Linked DNA regions of Mus musculus: all the other regions are linked to region 4. A link is a contact called in public ChIA-PET, HiChIP or PLAC-seq and promoter capture Hi-C data. All regions are on one chromosome and are shown on one strand. The core of a region is the stretch at or near the end of the contact, and the rest is flanking DNA. Distances in the headings are between cores, read along the strand shown. Region 1 holds the start of Abcd4 (ATP-binding cassette, sub-family D (ALD), member 4). Region 2 holds the start of Fos (FBJ osteosarcoma oncogene). Region 3 holds the start of Syndig1l (synapse differentiation inducing 1 like). Region 4 holds the start of Arel1 (apoptosis resistant E3 ubiquitin protein ligase 1). Region 5 overlaps Nek9 (NIMA (never in mitosis gene a)-related expressed kinase 9).

Region 1 (3,926 bases), core at 1,212-3,711, 350 kb after region 4:
AGTGTATACACTAGCCAGTGTAGGTATACGTGGAGGCTCAAGCAGATGTCTTTCCTCTGCTGTTCCTTTCTTTTATTTGATTTATTATCATGTGTGTCTAGGTGTCTTACCTGCATGTATGTCTGTGTACCATATTTGCGAAGTGCCTATCCAGGCCAAAGAAGCCCTCAATACCCCTGAAACTGGAGTTATAGAGACAGTGATGAGCTTTCTTTAAGGTACTGGGTACCAAACCTAGGCCTCTGGAAGCCAATGTTCCTAACTGTTGAGCCATCTCTCCATCATGCTTTAAGTGATGTTTAATTTTCGATGTTTGTGTCTTGATGTATCTGGCTGGTGTTTGTTTGCTTGCTTGCTTAAAAATCAAATCTTAGAAAATCGTACCCTGAAGTATTAAGCTCTTCCCCCTGCAGAAATCTCGGTTACCATCCTCTCAGAGTTTTTTCTGGACCTTCTGTTTCTGTGTCCTAAGTTGGCTGTCCCTCTCTATCATTCCGAAACATTGTTTTCCATTCTGGGGAGCAGAGTGAGGGTAGAATTTTGGTCCTTCCTTCTGCTAAGGGATATTTGACAGCATGGTTTTATTGGCTGGGTTAAGGACAGCTGCTCTGCTGGCATCTTCCAGCTGCTCAGTCCTGAGACATTGCTCAGTCTCCTACAACTCACCCTACAAAGGCCAGGCCCAACAGGCGCAACAGTCATTAGTGTTGAAGTTGGGGAAGCCTATTTGCTTTGTTTGTTTGGTATCTTTGTCATGGACACGAAGCTTTGTAAAGATAACTGAGCTTGCCACTAAGCAAGTCTAAAAGGCTCTGAAAACAACTGGTAATTGTTACTTTGTTGACTTGTTGAGTGTTTGTTCCAGAGTTGACCTTAAGGATCAAGAGCTAGGAAGATACATTTAGATGCAAATGTGAAATGCCATTATTGTTTCCTTGAATCTCTCATTGGGCACTTTAGTCAGTCTATAAGCATTTCATACATTTCTCGTTTAAGGATCGCAGCACTTGGAGGCAGAGGCAGGTGGATCTCTGAGATCCTGGCTAGCCTGGTGTAGAGAGCGAGTTTCAGGACAGCCAGGGCTACACAGTGGAACACTGTTTCGGGAAGAAAAAACAAAAACAAAAACAGAATAAACCAAAAGAACCAAAACAGCTGCAATCTAAACCAAACCAAACCAGAAACCCACTATAAATCAGTAGTGTTGAAAACTGCAAATGTAAAGTGAGGATCCTCTACCCTTTTTTTTTTTTTTTCCCCTTGAGGCAGGTCTCCTGTTGTCCAGGCTAATCATGAACTCAGCGCTTTCTATGTATCTGAGGCATATCTGGAACTCTTGATCCTCCTGCTCTACTGCCTCAGGTCCAGAATTACAGGGTTGAGCTGCCATATATGTCTGGAAAACTGATTTATATGTTTATTTCTGTAGTGCTGGGGCCTTATGTATGACACGCAAGTCGTTTACCACTAAGTCACATCTACCCGACTTAAATGATCATGCTGGGGCTGGTGAGATGGCTCAGTGGGTAAGAGTACCCGACTGCTTTTCCAAAGGTCCAGAGTTCAAATCCCAGCAACCACATGGTGGCTCACAACCATCCGTAACTAGATCTGACGCCCTCTTCTGGTGTGTCTGAAGACAGCTACAGTGTACTTACATATAATAAATACATCTTTAAAAAAAAAAAAAGTCACGCTGGCCAGGCATGATGGCGCATGCCTTTAATCCCAGCACTTGGGAGACAGAGGCAGGCGGATTTCTGAGTTCGAGGCCAGCCTGGTCTACAAAGTGAGTTCCAGGACAGCCAAGGCTACACAGAGAAACCCCGTTTCGAAAAACAAACAAAAAACAAACAAACAAAATCACGCTGGGGAGAGATGGGACGTCCTGGAGAGATGGCTCTGTGGTTACAAGCACTGGCTGCTCTTTCAGAAGCCCTGGGTCTGTAACTAGAGTTCCAGGGACTCCAATGCCCTCTTCTGGACTCTGCAGGCACCAGGCACTCACGTGGTACTCATACATGCAGGCAAAACATTCCTATACATAAAATACATTTTCAAGAAAATCTTGTAAATCGTGCTGGGACCAGGGAGCCAGCTCACCCGATGAAGGCTTTTCTCGCCAATCCTGACAACCTGAGTTGGCTCCTCGGGAGCCCTCATGATGGAAGGAGAAAATTGACTCCTCAAAGTTGTTCTCTGACACTTACGCCCTGGTTCACAGTTCGCGTGAACACACACATAGCTCACTAAATAAATATGTATTTTTTAAATTAATTAATTTTTTAAAAAACAGATCACGCTGTCTTCTCTGGGAGAAAGTTACACTCGGAACTACCAGTTGGCAAAAGAAACCTCCCAGCCCCACAGGGGACGCTCTGGCCACCCGGCCAGCTCTATAACCTCTTGCTACTCTCTTGTTCTTCAGGAAAGGCTGCGCTTCCGGGAACGGCCACAGCGCCGGAGCCGTCTTCTCTATCTAGCGCGTCTCTGTGGTCGCCAGAGTCCCACCCCTTTCCTCCTAGGGCGGGGCCCCGAGCTCTGAGGACTCTGCCCGGGGAGGACACCGGGCTTGCTCGGTCGCCTCGTCGCTTGCATCCCGGGTCATGGCGGTCCCGGGACCCACGGCCCGAGCTGGTGCCAGGTGAGCAGGGCTAGTGAGGACGGCCGGGTTGTCAGGGACGCACTGCCTGGGCAGTGGGGAAGGGGCTGCTCCCCTGCGGGTCCTTCCTTGCAACTTTCCTTCAGTTTGGGCTATTTGGAACCCTGGCTGCACAGAATGGAGTTGACGCTGCCTCACTCTAGGTACTGCGGACCCCCCTCTTTTGGCATCTTCCTCCCTTAGTTTTCGTTCTCAATTCCGATCTGCTCTTGGCACACCCTCCTTTGCATTAATTTTTTTCAGACCCTCTTACTTAAATTATCCTGTTACCTTAAAATATATGTTGACTTTGGATTCATGAATCATGTTGTGATTTTTTAAAAGAGAGAAGTTTTTAAACTGAGCATTGGGTTTTTTAGGTCATCCATGCTATATGACTTTTCACTCCTGAATGGTGCTCAGCGTCACCCTGGATAGATTCTATTTCCCTAGTAAAGGATGCCTGGATTACTTCCAGTATTTCAAGCACCACAAAGTACACCGTAATGAATATCCTGGCAATTGTCTCTTGATAGATAGATACTGATGGTTTCTCTTTAAGTTATCCACCTCAGGATAGAATGCTGAGCCATACTTAATTCTATAATGTTTTGGGGTGGTCGCGTCCAATTTATAGTTCCTGACAGCAATATATAAAGGTTCTAGTGTCCCTTATAACCATCCCCATATTTGGTATTGTTTAGTTTATTTTTCCTAATATGTATCTAAATGATGTATGTAAGATGGTATTTTTTAAAGGTTTATTTATTTATAATATGTAAGTACACTGTAGCTGTCTTCAGACACCTCAGAAAAGGGCAGATATCATTACCGAATGGTTATGAGCCACCATGTGGTTGCTGGGATTTGAACTCAGGACCTTCAGAAGAACAGTCAGTGCTCTTAACTGCTGAGTCATCCCTCCAGCCCTGTAAGATGGTATCCTATTGTAATAACTTTATTTTTATTTTATTGGGGGGGGGCGCATGCACATGCACGTGTGATATGTGTGCCATGACACAGGAATGGAGATCAGGGAACAGGTTTTGGAGTTGGTTTTTTCCGCAGTGGGATCTGGGGCTGGAATTCAGATCTTGGCGACAAACACTTGGACCTTTTGCTGGCTGAGCCATCTTGTCAACTACACTGTGCTAACTTAGTACATTTATTAGGCTCGTGGATTGTCCCTTTCATAGACTGCCTGCTTATATCCTCTCCTCACTTTCCTATGAAATATCCTGATGTGCTGGGTACATCACGTGTTGGCGCACGCCTTTAAGTCCAA
Region 2 (4,006 bases), core at 476-2,975, 500 kb before region 4:
TTCTCTTCCTCTTCAGGAGATAGCTATAGAAGAAAAGGACCAACATTCAGTTAAGGTTGTCTAGTGTCACCTCCATTCAGTCACCCCAGTGAAACTGGCTCCTACAGCACCCGCACCTCTCGGTGAAGCAGTTTTTCTAACCTGCAGTTGGCAGGCAGAGTGTGATTTGCATTTAAAGTGAGATCTTTAGCAGGGGAACAAAGAAGCTCCCCGGCTAGAGAATGAAGTAGGAAGCTGTCAGGGAAACTGTCTAGAGTTTGTCTTGGGTCCAACTGTCAAAATCTGACAAGGGAGGGAAAGGGCTAGCAGCCACAGCTCCTGGTCAGGAAGTGCAGTCAGTAGCGTCCCTTCTCTGTTGTGTGGTCTGTGCGTCAGTCTCCGCCCCCCCCCCCCCCCCCAGCCCACAAAGGTCCAGAATCGCTGCTCACCTGCTCTACTTTGCCCCTTCTGCCGATGCTCTGCGCTCTGCCTCCTGACACGGTCTTCACCATTCCCGCTCTGGCGTAAGCCCCAGCAGACTGGGTGGGGAGTCCGTAAGGATGGGGCGCTCTGGTCTGCGATGGGGCCACGGAGGAGACCAGAGTGGGCTGCACCAGCCACTGCAGGTCTGGGCTGGTGGAGATGGCTGTCACCGTGGGGATAAAGTTGGCACTAGAGACGGACAGATCTGCGCAAAAGTCCTGAAACAAAACAAAAAGAGGAAAGCGGAGGTGAGCGAGGAGGTTCCAGACACAGGTGGAGCAAGTGGCCCTAGTGTCGCATGAAGCAGGGAGAGAGAAGCATTCCGGTCAGAGACTGCTTATGTCTTCCTGTATGCACCTCATCGGAGATAAAAGCTCTCCCAATATCCTCCCTTGAATTCCGCAGCGCAGCCTTTCTCCTCCATCCTACTGCTGCGTTCCCGTTATCCCTTCGGCATCACTCGCTCGAAAGGGGGTTTGTTATAAATATCCCTGACGTCTGCGCTGACGCAGGCGCTGCTCCGGAGTCTCCAGAATGAACTCGCTTTTTATCAATGAAACTGCCTTACACACCCGCCCGCAGCACCCTCCTCCCTCCTCCCTCCTCCCTGCTCCAGGCTGCCCCGGGAGGGGGGATTGCCGCGGTTTGCCGCCTCCCAAACTCTAGTTAGCGACTCTTTGCTCGAGACTTGTTGGCCCCGGCTGATCTCAGAAACAAGTCGGCCGAGAGAAGAATGCAGGCAGGCCACTCAGAATAAACCTGCCGCGCGGGAAGGGGTCACTAAGTCTTACTATGACAAGTGTGCACGCGCTCAGACAAGTCCTGGGTTCCCAGGCTAAGGCTGCTCTGACCGCGCCAGTCTCCCTCCAGAGCGAAAAAGGAAGACCCCCCCGCCCCTGCGAGTCACACCCCAGTGTCTCCTCCACGGCGACCCTCAGCGCGGACCTGGCGGCTACACAAAGCCAAACTCACCTGTGTGTTGACAGGAGAGCCCATGCTGGAGAAGGAGTCGGCTGGGGAATGGTAGTAGGAAAGGCTGTCCCCGGCCGGGGAGGCGCTACTGCAGCGGGAGGATGACGCCTCGTAGTCGGCGTTGAAACCCGAGAACATCATGGTCGAAGTTTGGGGAAAGCCCGGCAAGGGGTCCAGGGGTAGACACTGGTGGGAGCTGCAGAGCAGAGCTGGGTGGGAGCGCGGTCACTGCTCGTTCGCGGAACCGCCGGCTCTATCCAGTCTTCTCAGTTGCTCGCTGCAGTCGCGGTTGGAGTAGTAGGCGCCTCAGCTGGCGCCTTTATAGAAGCGCTGTGAATGGATGGACTTCCTACGTCACTGGGCGGAACTGGAAGGGGGGGGAAGCGCGCCCCAAGGCCCTCTGCGGGCGCTCTGTCGTCAACTCTACGCCCCAGGCTTTCAACCCCCGTCTTGGCATACATCTTTCACCTATGAGTGTTCACATTTGGGATCTTAGGGGGTCTCCTAGACCTTCCGCGTGTAGGATTTCGGAGATGGTCCCCCCCCCAGAACAACAGGGACCGGCCGTGGAAACCTGCTGACGCAGATGTCCTAATATGGACATCCTGTGTAAAGGAGGGAGGGATTGACGGGAACAGCTCGCCGGCTGCAGCCAACTCTGAGGGTGCAGCGCAGGGGGGGAACCGGGGCCGCGGCCGGGGGAGGGGAGGCGGGAAAGGCAGAGAAGGCGAGCGAACATTCGCACCTGATTCAATGTGGACCCGGTTCCCAGGGTCAAGGGATGAGACCCGGGTCATTGTCCAGCAATCTGGAACTTTTTTTTTTTTTTTGAGTCTCTGGTATTAGGAGAAGCAAGTACGCAGCCTTAAAGGCTCGAAGCCTCTGTTCCTAAAGGAAAGCTTGCCCACATCAGCCCCCCATCCCAAATCAGTGCAGAGAAGAAAAAGGGGGGGTCAGCTTCTCAGCCCCTCTCTCCAGCTCCTTGCCTGGAGAAACTTTAGGACTGAGGTTGGAAGCAGCAAGTGAAGGATTGTAAATAAGTGTACAATAACCTGATTTAACTACAGTACTGGGTTCATTCATAAATTCGTGTTTTAAAGGACGGCAGCACCTACTCCCCGACCCTTAGCCACTTAGAGCTATCAAGGCGACAGTCCCCGTTGACACTGACGGATAAACATTGTGCAAAACCACCCTACAAGTATGCCTGAAGGGGTCGTATGTTTAGTTTTGAGCTGAGACCAGAGGGCGAGTCGGGGCAGGGGGGGAGCTCAGAATTACAAAGTGAGGTGAGCTCGGGGGGGGGGGGGGAGGAGAAAGCAAGTCGGTGCTGGGGAGATGGGGGTCTGAATACGTGCAGCCTGGAAACTGCGCTTACAAGGAACCCGCCTGCAGCGGGTGATTTTCCAGATCGGACTTGGGAAGGGGGGTGGGGGCGCAGAGGGGACGGGAAGAAAGGTTCCCAGCTGTGCCGAGATTTTGGCGTCTGGGACCTGAGAACAGCTTTGAGTCTTGGAAGATGGAACTTTGAAGAGGTCAGGTGCTTCAGTGTAGAACAAACACACCCCTACTTGCCCTCGGCCTCCTGTCCTTCCGCAGAGGACAAGCCGGGTTAGACTGACTGGGCCGGTCACCTCTGGGATAGGAAACCGCAGATCCTCGCAGAACTCATGTGTCCCCCTCGTCTCCATTCTGAGGGTCCCAAGGGTCAAGCCAAACGGTGGGCATTCCAAGACGGACTAGAGAGGATTAGGACAGCGGATGGATCTTTAGGGGCGCAAGGGGTGCAGAACCACAAACCTGCCTCGGGCCGCCGCACCCGGGAGCTAGGCGATCTTTCTATAGATAGTAACAGCGAAGCGGCTGTTTACAGCAACACAGCGCCGCCAGGGCCGTCTCCAGGCGACGGAGCGGCCGGGCGCACGGTCCGCCCATCCAGGCCACCCGCCCTCCCTGCTCCCTAGGAACCTCTGCCTCCCTGGCCAGGCTGCGTCCGCTCCCGCCGACTGACATCACCCTCGGGTTCGGGGGGCTGATCCCGGCTGGCTCCTGCCTCTGCGTTAGCCTCCATTCTTAGAGATCCAAACCCAGCGGGAGCGGGGAGGGCAGGGAGGCGGGGATTCGTGGAAATAGGCCACTTGCTATTTTTGCATTCCCTGTCACAGGCAGAGGTGAAAACAGAATTTCATCATTGTATGTCATTAGTTTATGTTGGTGGGAATTTAGGCCCCCCTTTTTTTTCTCACTCGGAAGAGGGGGGAGGGAAAGAGAACAACACGATATAGAAACACAGGCTTCGTGTAGCTGCTCAATCCTGAAGGGATTTCGTGGCCTGCAGCTCGTCTGTCATGTGCTCCCACCGTTCTTTACTGTGAAAGGGAGAGACAGAAAAATTATGCAGACGTCTTCCCTCTTGTTAATTTCGACAAAGTAGGTCAACCTTTGAGTTCCTGGGTCTGTCTGGCCTTGCCTTCCACTCATAACTGCGTCTCAGGGACTCTTAGAGAAAAACTGCAGAGATTTGATTTATTTCCTTTTCAGGTTTGAAGCAGCTCTGGCCAACACCTCAAAG
Region 3 (4,189 bases), core at 1,675-4,174, 270 kb after region 4:
CCTGGAACTACTCTGCCTCACTCACTTCTTGCTGACACCAGGATAGTTACCTTTCCATAAAGACTAGTTGGGAAGATAGATGGTGGTAGTGGCATTGTGTGCATGTGTGTGTGTGTGTGTGTTTGTGTGCGTGTGCGCGTGCATGCCCAAAAAGATCACAATTTTTTGCTTTGCTTTATTTTGTTTGTTTTTCGAGACAGGGTCTCTGTGTAGCCCTGACTGTTATGGAACTCGCTCTGTAGACCAGGCTGGCCTCAAACTCAACAATCCACCTGCCTCTGCCTCCTGAGTGCTGGGATTAAAGGTGTGTGCCACAGCCGCCGCAGCCACCACCATCACCTGGCTCCAATGATATTTCTTGACTCCTGTGCCCTTTCTCACAAACCACCTCTCCTCTCCTAATGCCTTAAACCCATTCCTTGCTCCTCATCCCACTGACATAGCCTCGTTCAAATTCTCAACATCTCTTTGGTGGACTATCTTTTCCCTGTCTGACTCTTACCTCCTCTTTTGACTTCAGCCTTCCTAGTCAGTCTTGGAGATGTCTCATTCTTTGATAAAACTCAACTCAAATGTCACTTCCTCCAGGAAACCTCCAAGGACTTCCTGAGGCAGAGAGGACTTTTCATAAACTTCTCTCCATGTGTCGAATTACTGGCCAACATGTCTAACTTTCTAAAAACCCTCCAGTGTAAATCCTTCAAAGATCTAGACTTGGGCTTTTCTTTACATTCCCGGTGCTAAATTTCCTCACACTGCATGATGGAGAAAGGACAGAGGGATATAGAAAAAACCCACTGGAGACATACAGAGAGAGGTACAGACTCAGTCCCACCTATCCCTTGCAGGCAGTAAAAGGTAATTTCCCTGGAAGTTCTTATTGCTGCATTAGCCACTGTTCCCCATTCCCCATTACACAATGCTTATTTTCCTACTTCAAAGCTACAGAAGGGTTTACAATCCTAAAGGAGCAAAGGCCCAGGAAGATTAGGCAACTGCCAGAAGTTGCACAGTCAGTGACAAAGGAAGACCAGCACCTAAGGTTCCCTGGCACCCAGGCCATGGCTCGGTGACACACCACCAACTATAGGTCTCTCTTGGAGCCTTCCCTCCAGACAGCAGCACTTAATTATCAACATTAGTATTTGAAATTCCTATTCAGCTTTTGCTTCACTGGCTTATTATTATTATTTTATTAATATTATTATGATTATCCTTTTAATTAGTAATTTAGTAAGCAGCCCAGGCATTGACAAAAACCAGGGTGGGGAAGGGGCAAGCAGGGGGAGGCCAAAGACAAGCAAGGGCCTTATGTGCCTATGGCAGGGAGACTAAAAGTGAGCTAAGTAACACAAGAGATGATGCTTTTAGGAAGGGGTTTACTTACATGCATGTGGGGCAGGAGCCTTCCTAGTATAACTCTAGTGGACAGAGCCAGGAAAAGACCCGTGACCAACCCTAGGCCAAGGAAGCTCTCTGCCGGGTTTGAAGGAGAAACCCAAAGAGACCAGACCGTGGCCCTTCCTCTGCAGGCTGGGAGCTAAAGGGAACTGCTTTAGATGTTCTGCGCCCACAAGAGCTCCCTCCCATTCAGTGTAGGTTGGCATCCCGACATGGGAGAAGGGAGGGGTCACTGCAGAGTTTTGTTCCCAGGATTCTACAGCTGCCTCAGCTTCAGCGTGCTCTGGAGTTCCCTTTGCCCATCGCTATTTACCTTCCTTTAATGAGAATATGCCTTTTTTCCTGTCCTCTGGGTACCATGATGAATCTCAAGACCTTGTCATGGGTAGAGGGGAAGGCATGAACAATGCTGGTATCCATCCATTCACAACACTCGCGGTAGGGCTAATCTCTCACCATGCTTAAAAAGACAAAAAACAAAACAAAACAAAACAAATGACAAAAATTTAAATTAAATTAAGTTAAATTAAATTAAATTAAATTAAAGGGCTAGCAAGATGGCTCAGCAGGTAAGAGCACTGACTGTTCTTCTGAAGATCCTGAGTTCAAATCCCAGCAATAACATGGTGGCTCATAACCACCCATAATGAATAAATCTAAAAAAATAAAAATCTATGGGAGCTCAAGAAGAAGAAAAAAAAGAGCCGCATAGTTGGGAACACAGAGCCGCCAGAACCCTACAGTCAGATTAGATTTCAGGCCTCCTCATGGGAGAATGACAGAGATGGCTCACCCACTGAGCCTATTGGATGCCAATGTGTCACATATATGTCCTTATATGACCCCCTCATTGATGGATTCCGTCTGGAGAATTTGACAGGTTTTGTAACTTCCTCTGGGTCACACAGTGTTTGGAACAAACTATCACCAAAACTCATGGGCTATAGAACCTATATACTTCCCAACAGAACTGAAGTCTCCAAATCCCGATATTTAAGCTGTGTTGACCTCAGCACAACTCATCCATGTTTGGGAGACAGAGGGTACCTAGTAGATTGTTAAGATAATTAAATGAGATCACTCTGGCTAAATAAATAAATAACCTGGCGTGGTTTATTTAGTAGGCATTCAATAAATATTTTTGTTTGTTTGTTTCTCTTTGTAGGGCTGATCAATAATTTGAACTCAGAGCTTGGGAGCCTCAGAGCTCAAAAATACTCTAAGAAGCTCAAGGGTCGCGCGCGCATCGCTTCTGGGGTGCGCGAGAGGAGGCAGGGGAGAAAAGCTGGAGAAGAGGGTTTGGCTCCAGGAAGCAGAAAAGCCGGTTCCAGCTGCGCGCCCCTCGCGCCGCCGCCGCCTCCTCCGGGCTCCCCGACTTCCCGCCCCGCCCCGCCCCGCCCCTCCCCTCCCGGGAGCTGGGTCCGGAGTGCCTGGTGGGCTGGTTCTGGAGCGTGGAAGGGAGCACGGAGGCGAGAGGCAGGCGGTGGCGGCGGGAGGCGGGGACCCTCCTCGCCGCTCCCCCAAGTCGGCGCGGAGCCGCCTCGGGCCGGGCTGAGAGCTGAGCGCGGCGGAGCCGGGATGCGGGGCTCCCGGGACCGTGTAGGGCGCGCGGGGCGGCGGCGGGCGAGCGGGAGCTGTCCACGGTTCTGAAGCAGCGGCGGCGACAGCGGCAGGGACGCGGGCCGGGAGCAGGGAGCTCTCCTGGAAGCTTCACCGCGGCCGCGAGGCGGGGACGCCGTTGCTCGCCGGCCCATGCCCGGTCCCCGAGCCCCGCGAGGAGGCGGGACGGTCCGCAGAGCGACAGGTAAGGAGCCGTCTGGGGGCGCAGCGGGAGCGCAGAGCTAGGCACCGAGAGAGCTGGGGAATGCTGGGGGAGCCTAGCAGTGCTGAAGCTCCAACCCCTACAGGTCCTCGCACTCCTTCAGAGCTCTGGCCAGGTCCAGCCCCACTCTTCACCTCCTTGTTGGGTGACTCTAGGAGAGACTTGAGGCATCCAGACTGTGATAGGTACCTGGGCACCTTGACCCTGTACCTCCAGGTCTTGGCCCTGACCTGAGACAGCTCTGAGACACCTTGCCTACTGATTACAGGAACATTGATGTGAGTCTCCCAGACTCCCTAGTATCAGTCTCCACTAAGATTCCATGACATTGGTCAAATCTGAGTGGATTTCACTCAGCTATTCCTTCCCATCCAAGCCTGGTCACTAGAGTGACTGGAGAAGCTGTGATCTCTTTGCTCTTGGGTTTCTTTGCCCTGGAATAGCCCTTGGGACAGGGAAATGGGGGCAGGGGTTGTCTATCTCCTCAGGACTGGTTAATACATTTCTTTGGGGGAAAGGAAAAGGTGACAGGTTCCTCAGCTTTTTCCGTGACTCTCTTCCTCTTGAAAAGGGGCTGGGCTTGCATCACACTGCTTGGTTTGGGAAGACAACGTAGTGGACCCGGATCTGGTTTTCTATTATATGCCTGAGTGCTGATGACCCCGACAGAGCTTCCATTTGGTTCTCTCTCTCTCTCTCTCTCTCTCTCTCTCTCTCTCTCTCTCTCTCTCTCTCTCTCTGGCAAGAGTATGTAGCATGAGCTCATTCAGGCCTGCAAAGTGCTTCCAGTTCTTCAGCCCAGAGTTCTGTGAGTGGCAGAACAGACCCATGGAAATAAAACTGCGTAGAGGTAGACTAGTTCACTGCTGTGGTTGACCACGGTCTTCAGACTGGCTCCTCGGCACCCTCCCACCCAGCTCAATTCCGCACCCTTGGAGGTCAAAAGGCTCTGGTTGGCAGCTTCTA
Region 4 (4,216 bases), core at 282-2,781:
CAACAACAACAACAACAACAACAACAACAAACCAAACCAAATCAAACCAAAAAGGACTCAAACCACAAGTTTAGGAGGAAAGTTTCTCCACGTTATTTATAAAGGCCTGAAACATAACACACGTATAAAATAAAGACTCAACACAAGGAAGTGATCAGTGGGACATTGTTAGATAAAATAAAAACCCACATCAGAAGCTGAGAATAATAATTCTGAAGGTTCTAATGACCACTCTCTTGTTCCGAAAATCTTAAACACGAAGAAGCCCAGTCTTCATTAAATTAACTGTTTACCCAGTCCTTACCGATACAGAGAAACTGGTTGAGTGTTCTTTATTTATTTTTATTTTTTTTTTTTAAAAGATTTATTTATTTATTATATGTAAGTACACTGTAGCTGTCTTCAGACACACCAGAAGAGGGAGTCAGATCTCGTTACGGATGGTTGTGAGCCACCATGTGGTTGCTGGGATTTGAACTCTGGACCTTCGGAAGAGCAGTCAGGTGCTCTTACCCACTGAGCCATCTCACCAGCCCCTTGAGTGTTCTTTATAATGGGAATATCATACTAGCATGTTCGAAGGTTCTGAATTCTTTTTTTGTTTGTTTGTTTGTTTTTTTTTCGAAACAGGGTTTCTCTGTATAGTCCTGGCTGTCCTGGAACTCACTCTGTAGACCAGGCTTCGAACTCAAAAATCCGCCTGCCTCTGCCTCCCGAGTGCTGGGATTAAAGGCGTGTGCCACCACCGCCCGGCAAGGTTCTGAATTCTTACAACTTATAAAATGGGACTATCTTGGACTTTTCCCATCGTCCTTTTTAAACTTGGGTGGCAGGACCTGAAGACAGCCATGGTATGACCTCCTCACCGGCTTTCCCACAACGATACCATGCCCTGCCCCACCGAATGTGTGACTATAATTCCATGCAACACAGACCTAAGACATTATAAGCAAAACAAAAAAACATCAAATGTTTCTACTTAGCCCATCGTGACTTCTGCAGTTTAAGAAACCAGTACATCAGATGTTTCTACTTAGCCCATCGTGACTTCTGTAGTTCTGATCAGTTTAAGAAACCAGTTGGTTCTGACCACTCACAGTCGCTCGTCTCTCAGACTGAGCATTCGCTTCATAGTCGCATATTTCCTTGTTTTCTTTTGCTTCCCCTTGAAACAGAAGTTTTCGAGTTAAAAAGAGCTGAAAACATCTTTTAAAGTTCTCTTCTATTTTTCTTGCCCCTCCCCAAACAGCACTCAGTCCCCCTCCCTACTCCCTTCGAACTAAGGCCAGAATGGAATTAAACAAACAAACAAACAAACAAACAAACAAGGAAGCACCGAGTCTATATCTGGCCAAAGGCTGAGCTCCCGTTTGCTCCCCAAAACTCTCTGACAAAGTTCTCCCACTCCGCTCACCATGTTCACGCCGCACTCCTGTTTCTTCCGGAATCGCTCGCAGCGCGACACTTTACGTCATCCTCACGCTCTTTCCGGCAAAGGCCAACCCGGAGGCGGAAGCTACTTTGGGAAACGTAAAAGCTCCGAGCCGGCTCCTAACGCTGGCGGAGATCGACACTGGAGATTTTTTTGGGGGGCGGGTGGAGGGTAGGATTTGTGCTGGATGAGGCCGCTGCTTCCTCGGACCCCAGAACTAGGACTTGGCCACGTTGCAGCCCCCGTTCGGGTAACGTTTTTCTTCACGCCGCAGCCGGAGGCAGAGCCCAGCCGACCGTAGGCACCAGAATTGCTGAAGGCGAGCGAGAGAAGAGGGGACGAGGGCAGAGGGGTCGGGAATCCTGGGCGTCCCATAGTTTGACAGTACATTCTGGTTTTCCTCTGGCACATCATTTCAGCCTTGGCTCTGTAGTTCAGCCTTGAGGCTCTGGTTATTGATTGGTTTTCCTCGCCGGCTTGGAACTTGTGAGGCTGGGCGTAAGATTCTTCGGAAAGAGAGGAATGTAATAGCGATGGAGGACATCCCCCCCCAATGTTCTCCCTCCGTCTCTGTCTGTCTGCATCTCTCTCTCTCTCTCTCTCTCTCTTCCCGTGTGTGTGTACGAGCACGAGCGTGCAGGTGCATCAGAGCAGAAATTCAGAGCAGAAGCCAGAGGAAGCTGCTTGTCTTTATCTTCCACTTTTTAGAAAACAGTCTGTCTTACCCAACCTGGAAACACCTCCACCTCCGGTTTTTGCTAGATTGACTGACCAAAAAGCCCCAGAGATACTCCCATCCCTGCCCTCCGGTGCTGGAGTGGACAAGCCCACTACTCCCCGGCTTGTTTTCTAACCAGATCCTGGGCAAACCAAACTCAGGGCTTCTTGCTTGGTCAGCAGGTATTTTACTCATTGAGCCAATTATCCCAGTCGCAGTGGCCTTTTTTAGACGATCACAAGAAAAACAGGTGCAGAAGCTTATATGTGCAACTACTTAGCAAGCCTGGAATGTGATGGGGAACAGTGCTCTTCGTTGTGAAGCCTGGTGTGCAGTCCTTAATGGGAGAGGGAGAATATGTGGGAATGAGAAAGCGAAACTGGGCAGTGTTTGGTTTTGTTTTCCGTTTGCTTGTTTGTCTTTGCTTTTAGGATGTATTCTAGTTGTTCTTAGCCATCCGGAGAGAGGTTTCTTTTACCCCTTGAGAGTCTGTGGAAGGCCAGGGACAGCTTTCCTGGAAGTGGATGTGCAGTTTATGAGACTTGTAGGCTATGTGAACTTCATCTTAGTTGACTCTTTTGATACCTTTGTTTTACCGATGTTGAAGCTGTGCCCTAGACGCTCAGAGGTCAGTTTGGTTCGCTTGTGATTTTCTTACTGCATGACACTGACCTAGTGTTACTGGGTTCAGAGGTGTTCGAGGTGTAACAGTGCGAGGCAGTGCATTGGTTATGGGACTCGGGCGTTTGACTGGCTGCAGTTCACTCCCTCTCTTGAGTTGCTTTATTTGCATTGCTTTGGGCCATCAGTTGGTGCCTCTGTTTCTTTGTGTATAAAGCTAAGCTCATCATCACAGCACCTATATTACCCAGACACCACTAGGACCGACCTGTGTTTTCATAGTCATAAGCATCGTCCCTAGAGATGCTTGCCATTAAAGTCTTTTCAGTCATTTCCTGTCAAGTTTTTCCAGCCCGAAAGGTTACACCACTTGAGTGTTCATGTGTTTTTTTACTATTTTGAAACTTGACCGTGTTGGCGAACCTCAGAACTCTTACTAAACTTTCAGGTCTCTATAACGGGTCATTTTGTGTCGGTTTGAATGTGAAACTGCTGTCCTTCCTGTTGTTCTCTTTGAGAGACTCATATGTGTGCAGGTCTCTCTGTTGTTCACACATCTGTGGGTTGTGAATTTTTGGTGTTGAAATCATTTTATTATTGACATGTCTTCAGAGACTTTACTTCTGCTTTACCCCCACCGGGAGTTCCTTATCTTTTCACAACAGGTTGTGTCTGCCAGGCTACCATTCATGGGTAGAATTAACAGCACCCATATTTTTAAAAAATGAAACATATACAGAAGTGGATGCTCACCGTCATCTATAGGATGGAACACAGGGCCCCCAATATAGGAGCTAGAGAAAGTACCCAAGAGCTGAAGGGGTCTGCAACCCTATAAGTGGAACAACAATATGAACTAACCAGTACCCCCAGAGCTCGTGTCTCTAGCTGCATATGTAGCAGAAGATGGCCTAGTCAGCCGTCATTGGGAAGAGAGGCCCCTTGGTCTAGCAAACTTTATATGCCCCAGTACAGGGAATGCCAGGGCCAAGAAGTGGGCTTGAGTGGGTAGGGGAGCAGGGCGGGGGGAGGGAATAGGCAACTTTGGGATAGCATTTGAAATGTAAATGAAGAAAATATCTAATAAAAAATGTGGGGAAAAAAAGAAACATGTTAGTGATTAGGCATTTAGCCGTTTTTTGGGGGTGGGAGATTAGAGACAGGGTTTCTCTGTGTAGCCCTGGCTGTCCTGGAACTCACTCTGTAGACCAGGCTGGCCTCGAACTCAGAAATCCGCCTGCCTCTGCCTCCCAAGTGCTGGGATTAAAGGCGTGTGCCACCACTGCCCACCGGTATTTAGCCTTTTTAATAAACATGGTCAATTATTAAAAAAAGAAAAACCATCTGGAGACTGATTAGAAAAGAGAGAGAGAAAGAAACAGAGACAGAGAGAGAAAAAGAGAGACAGAGACAGACAGACTGCATCCTTGTGCACTTGATTGAGA
Region 5 (4,173 bases), core at 1,663-4,162, 330 kb before region 4:
TTGTATTTTGGTGAGTGTTGAGGTTTTGGCATTGTTATCAGGGTGACTTCATCTTCTTGCCTGCATCACATACTTGTGATACAGTTAAGAGACTTGTTCCACATTGTAATGGGACATTTGTATTCCTTACCATCCCATGAGCCTTTACTTCCATAGTATTCCAGGCAGTCTAGTCTTTCTATAGCACTTGGGAGGCAGAAGCAAGTGGATTTCTGTGAGTTTGAGGTCAGATGGTGCATAGTAAGACCCTGTCTTCAAAAACCAAACAAAATTTACCTTCAAAATAGGCCCTCTGAAGGAAAAGTCAGTTACTAGCTTTCAACTTAGGAAAATCAGCCTAAACCCTCTGGTAGCTTTCCACCTGTGAGAAGTCATGGATGTGCCATTATTTCAGAATCCATCTTCTTATTTTGGGGAGACTTAAGGGGTGCTTGGCTCAATGCTGAACAACTTTTTACATAAGACAAATACTAGTGGAGGACACTTCAATGTATTTACCTGCCAGAGATGCACTAAGATTTAGAAAATAGACATGAATTCTGGTGATTGTAACACATACCTTTATGTAAGCCTGGCATGGTGGCACATGCTTATCATCCTAGCACTAAGAAGTAGAAATAAGTGCAGTAGTAAGGTCAGAGGTTCAAGGCCAGCCTGGGTGGCATGAGGATCCTTCCTGTCTCAAGAATTAAAATTTGTAAACTGGGTGTTGGTGGCGCACACCTTTGATCCCAGCACTTGGAAGGCAGAGGCAGGCGGATTTCTGAGTTCCAGAGGCCAGCCGGATCTTCAGAGCAAGTCCCAGTACAGCTAGGGCTACACAAAGAAACTTTGTCTCAAAAAGCCAAAATAAGGAGAGAGAGAGAGAGAGAGAGAGAGAGAGAGAGAGAGAGAGAGAGAGAGAGAGAAGAGAGAGAGAAGAGGAAGAAAAAATGTAGGCCCATAAGATGGCTCATGATGAAAGGCTTATACTGCCATCATGACAATTTGAGTTCAGTCCTGGGACTCACGTGATAGAAAAAGAGAATTAACCTTTACAGTACAGTGTATACACACATGCCCACATCCACACACATAATAAATCAATGTGATAACTTAAAAATACTGTGGAGCTGGAAAAACAATCCAGCAGTTAAGAGTGCCTGTTGCTTTTACAGAGAACTGGGGTTTGGTTCCTAGCACTCAAATGACTGCTGACAACCATCTGTAACTCCAGTTGCAGAGGATCTGACACCTTCTTCTGGCCTCCAAGGGCAATGCATGTGCATGGTACCAGACATACATGCAGCTGAAACCACCCATACCCATAAAATTTTTTTTAAAAAATCTTTTTAGAATAATTTTTACAAATTCAAATGCTATCTATGTAAAAACAATTTAGTCTCAAATATTTGTTTGAACGTTCCACTTTGTGCAATTCTAGGACCTTCTGTGGGGGTGAATGAGGTGTCAGATGCTAAATCTCTGTGGCCTAACGAAGCTCTTTCTTTCCTATGCTACACATCTACCAGTGGTTCAGAGCTCCAGCCCAGGAGGTGGCATTGGTGGTGGTGGTGGTGGTGGCGGCGGCGGCGGGGGTGAAGAGGAAGACAGTCAACAGGAATCTGAAACTCCAGATCCAAGCGGAGGCTTCCGAGGAACAATGGAAGCAGACCGTGGGATGGAAGGCTTAATCAGTCCCACGGAGGCCGTGGGAAACAGCTGTGGGGCTAGCAGCTCCTGTCCTGGCTGGCTTCGGAAGGTAATGCCCTCAGAACAGATGCTTCAGATAAGCCTGTGACAGGAGCTAGTGAGGGCTGCCAAGGTCTCAGTTTCTAGTGCCCTACTAATTGAGACAGGAGTCAAGGCTTCACTTTCCCACCCGTGAAGACATCTGTGTTTTGTTTTAAAACGGGGTCTCAGTTTGTAGTCCTGGCAGGCTTAGAACTCAAAGAGTTCCACTTGTCTCTGTTTCCCAAGTGCTGGGACTAAAGGCAGCCTGGAAGGAGGCCTCAGTGCCTTGCCGTCAAGCTTCCTGACCAGCAGACAGTGTGTGTAGAATTGTGTTGGGAAATGAACCAGATACAACTTGCTGAACTTGAGCTAGCATCGCTGAAGTTTGGTTCCAGGTTAGGCAATATATGTGGTCAGCCACCATTCTGTACCACTAGAGGGCGCTGCTGTCACAGCAGCGTGAAAGTGAAAGCTACAAAGACCGTGGGAGAAAGGAACTTGCTGCAGCCAAACTGGTGAGATTCTTTCTTGTCTGCCTAGGAGCTGGAAAACGCAGAGTTCATTCCCATGCCTGACAGCCCCGCTCCCTTAAGTGCGGCGTTTTCACAGTCTGAGAAGGACACGCTGCCCTATGAAGAGCTGCAGGGACTCAAGGTCGCATCTGAAGTTCCTCCGGAGCCCCAGCGTGCAGCAGGAGCCTGGGTAACTGACAGTGGCTGTTTGTGCCTGGGCTCTCCTGGCTTCATCATGTCCTCTCACTTTCGGGGCCAGTGCTGCACTGTCCTGGCAGTTGCCGCTCTGCCTTCCAGCACAAGAGGGTCATTTCTTCCTTTCTTCCTCAGGAGTACTAAGCTGAACCATGAATTTCCAAATGGTCTTTTTGTTGTGACGGTTTGTTTCTTTATGGGGCAGGTTCTGTAGCCCAGCCAAGGATGGAGGATGACCTTTAACCTCTGTTACTCCTGCCTCTATCTCCCTCCCAGATGATGATATAGACATGTGCCACACACCCAGTTATGCAGTGTGGGGTCCAGCCCAGGGTTCTCTACATGCTAAGCAAACTCTTCACAGATAGCCACGTTCCTAGGCTCCAAACTCAGTTTTAATGGCACCATGAGTGTTAGCTGAGCTGTATGTAAGAAGCAATGCCTGGAGTCTGCTGAAAGAACAGCATACAGCCAGCCTGGGTAGAAGTGAAACTGTAAATCAGTTCTAAACCAGAGGGCACCACAGATCTAGAGAAGCCACGGCATCGTCACATGACTTTGTGGGCTGTTTAACCCTTTGCAGCTACAGCTCTGACGTCATAGCACAAAGCAGTCACAGATGCAGATTGAGTGTCTCTTGCCCAGATGAGTGGGACCCAGAAGTCTTTCAATCTCACATTTTGGTGTATTTTGGAATATCTGTATATACATAATGCTGTGTAAACATAGCTTAAAGGCCATTTTGTGGTTGGAGGTTATTTTGTGTCATATTTTAATATACCTATTCTGGACTGCAGGCCGTCTATCTCAGGAGCTTAGGTGTGATATTTCCCTCATGGTATCGTGTCAGTGCTCACACAGTGTTGGACTTAGGAGCAAGTAGGCTTTTCAGGCTAGCGGTGTTCAGCCTGTGATACAGAATGGATGAGTCCCCAGCTAGCATTTGCTAACCTGCTATTCATCTCATTTTTATTTAATTATTATTTTGCTTTTGAGGCAGGGTTTCTCTGTGTGACTCTGGCTTCCCTGGAACTCACTCTGTACACAAGGCTGGCCTCAGACTCACAGAGATTCGTCGGCCTCTGCCTCCCAAGTGCTGGGATGAAAGTGTGCATTCCACACCTGGCTCTGACCTGCTAATTTTAAAAGTGTATATGGGAGAAAAATCCCAACTAGAATAACTGAAAGCCTTCCCAGGAGAGTGGCAACAAAGCCCTTAAAACCTGAGAGTAAACCTTTCCCCTCCTGGGTTGGCCTTCTTAAATTGTCTTGTCAGTGTTCTTCACAAACTCTTCTCGAATCTCTGACACAGTGTGACCAACTACATTTTATGAACCTCACTCACTTGATCAGAACTTCACTTCAGCACTTCAGCACTTTAAAGTAGAACATATTAAAGTAAGAATTGCCGGGCATGGTGGCACATGCCTTTAATCCCAGCACTCGGGAGGCAGAGGCAGGTGGATTTCTGAGTTCATGGCCAGCCTGGTCTACAGAGTGAGTTCCAGGACAGCCAGGGCTATACAGAGAAACCCTGTCTCAAAAAACAAAAACAAAAACCAAGAAAGTAAGAGTTTTGTAAAATCCTCCCAAATAGATGATTCTGCAGCAGCACTAAACACTGTCCTGTTAGTACCAAGTGCCACTGGAATCCAGGCTTTTTTTTTTTTTCCTTCATTTGCACCTGTTTTTGCGTATTTTTGTATTATCTTGCTGGTTAACGGAAACTGTTTGTACTGGGGAGCCATGGCAG

The links. Promoter capture Hi-C pulls out the DNA fragments that hold promoters and counts their contacts. ChIA-PET counts read pairs in DNA pulled down with a chosen protein or histone mark. HiChIP or PLAC-seq counts read pairs in DNA pulled down with a chosen protein or histone mark. Capture Hi-C pulls out chosen DNA fragments and counts their contacts.
Region 1: a promoter capture Hi-C map of stem cell-derived epiblast-like cells shows a contact between it and region 4, with 2.4 times the contacts expected there. The contact joins the promoter of Abcd4 here to the promoter of Arel1 in region 4. A contact is called at or near these places in 11 of 39 promoter capture datasets (the C10 cell line, the HPC-7 cell line, cranial neural crest and 6 more), 4 of 115 datasets of contacts at active chromatin or transcription factors (astrocytes, bone marrow-derived macrophages, embryonic stem cells and 1 more) and 4 of 9 other capture datasets (adipose tissue, embryonic stem cells, liver and 1 more).
Region 2: an RNA polymerase II ChIA-PET map of memory CD8 T cells shows a contact between it and region 4, with 8 read pairs. The contact joins the promoter of Fos here to the promoter of Arel1 in region 4. A contact is called at or near these places in 1 of 484 Hi-C or Micro-C datasets (embryonic stem cells) and 2 of 115 datasets of contacts at active chromatin or transcription factors (memory CD8 T cells and pancreatic cancer cells).
Region 3: a promoter capture Hi-C map of pancreatic islet shows a contact between it and region 4. The contact joins the promoter of Syndig1l here to the promoter of Arel1 in region 4. A contact is called at or near these places in 4 of 39 promoter capture datasets (cranial neural crest, embryonic stem cells, frontonasal cranial neural crest and 1 more), 1 of 115 datasets of contacts at active chromatin or transcription factors (embryonic stem cells) and 1 of 9 other capture datasets (pancreatic islet).
Region 5: an H3K4me3 HiChIP or PLAC-seq map of pro-B cells shows a contact between it and region 4, with 3 times the contacts expected there. The contact joins the enhancer-like site here to the promoter of Arel1 in region 4. A contact is called at or near these places in 12 of 39 promoter capture datasets (the 3T3-L1 cell line, the HPC-7 cell line, the SN4741 cell line and 7 more), 1 of 484 Hi-C or Micro-C datasets (adipose-derived mesenchymal stem cells) and 2 of 115 datasets of contacts at active chromatin or transcription factors (memory CD8 T cells and pro-B cells).

Annotation. Positions count from the first base shown.
Region 1 is chr12:84,616,001-84,619,926 of GRCm38.p6, reverse strand. Abcd4 (ATP-binding cassette, sub-family D (ALD), member 4) reads left to right here and starts at 2,461. Exons shown (of 19, transcript NM_008992.2): 1 at 2,461-2,644. The coding sequence starts at 2,607.
Region 2 is chr12:85,471,609-85,475,614 of GRCm38.p6, reverse strand. Fos (FBJ osteosarcoma oncogene) reads right to left here and starts at 1,725. Exons shown (of 4, transcript NM_010234.3): 1 at 1,435-1,725; 2 at 429-680; 3 at 1-23. The coding sequence starts at 1,575.
Region 3 is chr12:84,697,542-84,701,730 of GRCm38.p6, reverse strand. Syndig1l (synapse differentiation inducing 1 like) reads left to right here and starts at 2,924. Exons shown (of 4, transcript NM_001033334.2): 1 at 2,924-3,205.
Region 4 is chr12:84,968,164-84,972,379 of GRCm38.p6, reverse strand. It overlaps Arel1 (apoptosis resistant E3 ubiquitin protein ligase 1), which reads left to right and starts at 1,531. Exons shown (of 20, transcript NM_178065.5): 1 at 1,531-1,751. Fcf1 (FCF1 rRNA processing protein) reads right to left here and starts at 1,450. Exons shown (of 8, transcript NM_028632.2): 1 at 1,415-1,450; 2 at 1,098-1,165. The coding sequence starts at 1,417.
Region 5 is chr12:85,303,705-85,307,877 of GRCm38.p6, reverse strand. It overlaps Nek9 (NIMA (never in mitosis gene a)-related expressed kinase 9), which reads left to right. Exons shown (of 22, transcript NM_145138.2): 19 at 1,512-1,741; 20 at 2,254-2,415. Among named protein-coding and RNA genes, the nearest start is that of Zc2hc1c, 17 kb to the right of the region's middle. Within about 2 kb of position 2,912, at least 106 of the 459 cell types and tissues checked have an H3K27ac peak or open chromatin away from gene starts, as enhancers often do. A contact at or near this core is called in hematopoietic stem and progenitor cells, liver, memory CD8 T cells and 1 more, where this site is marked.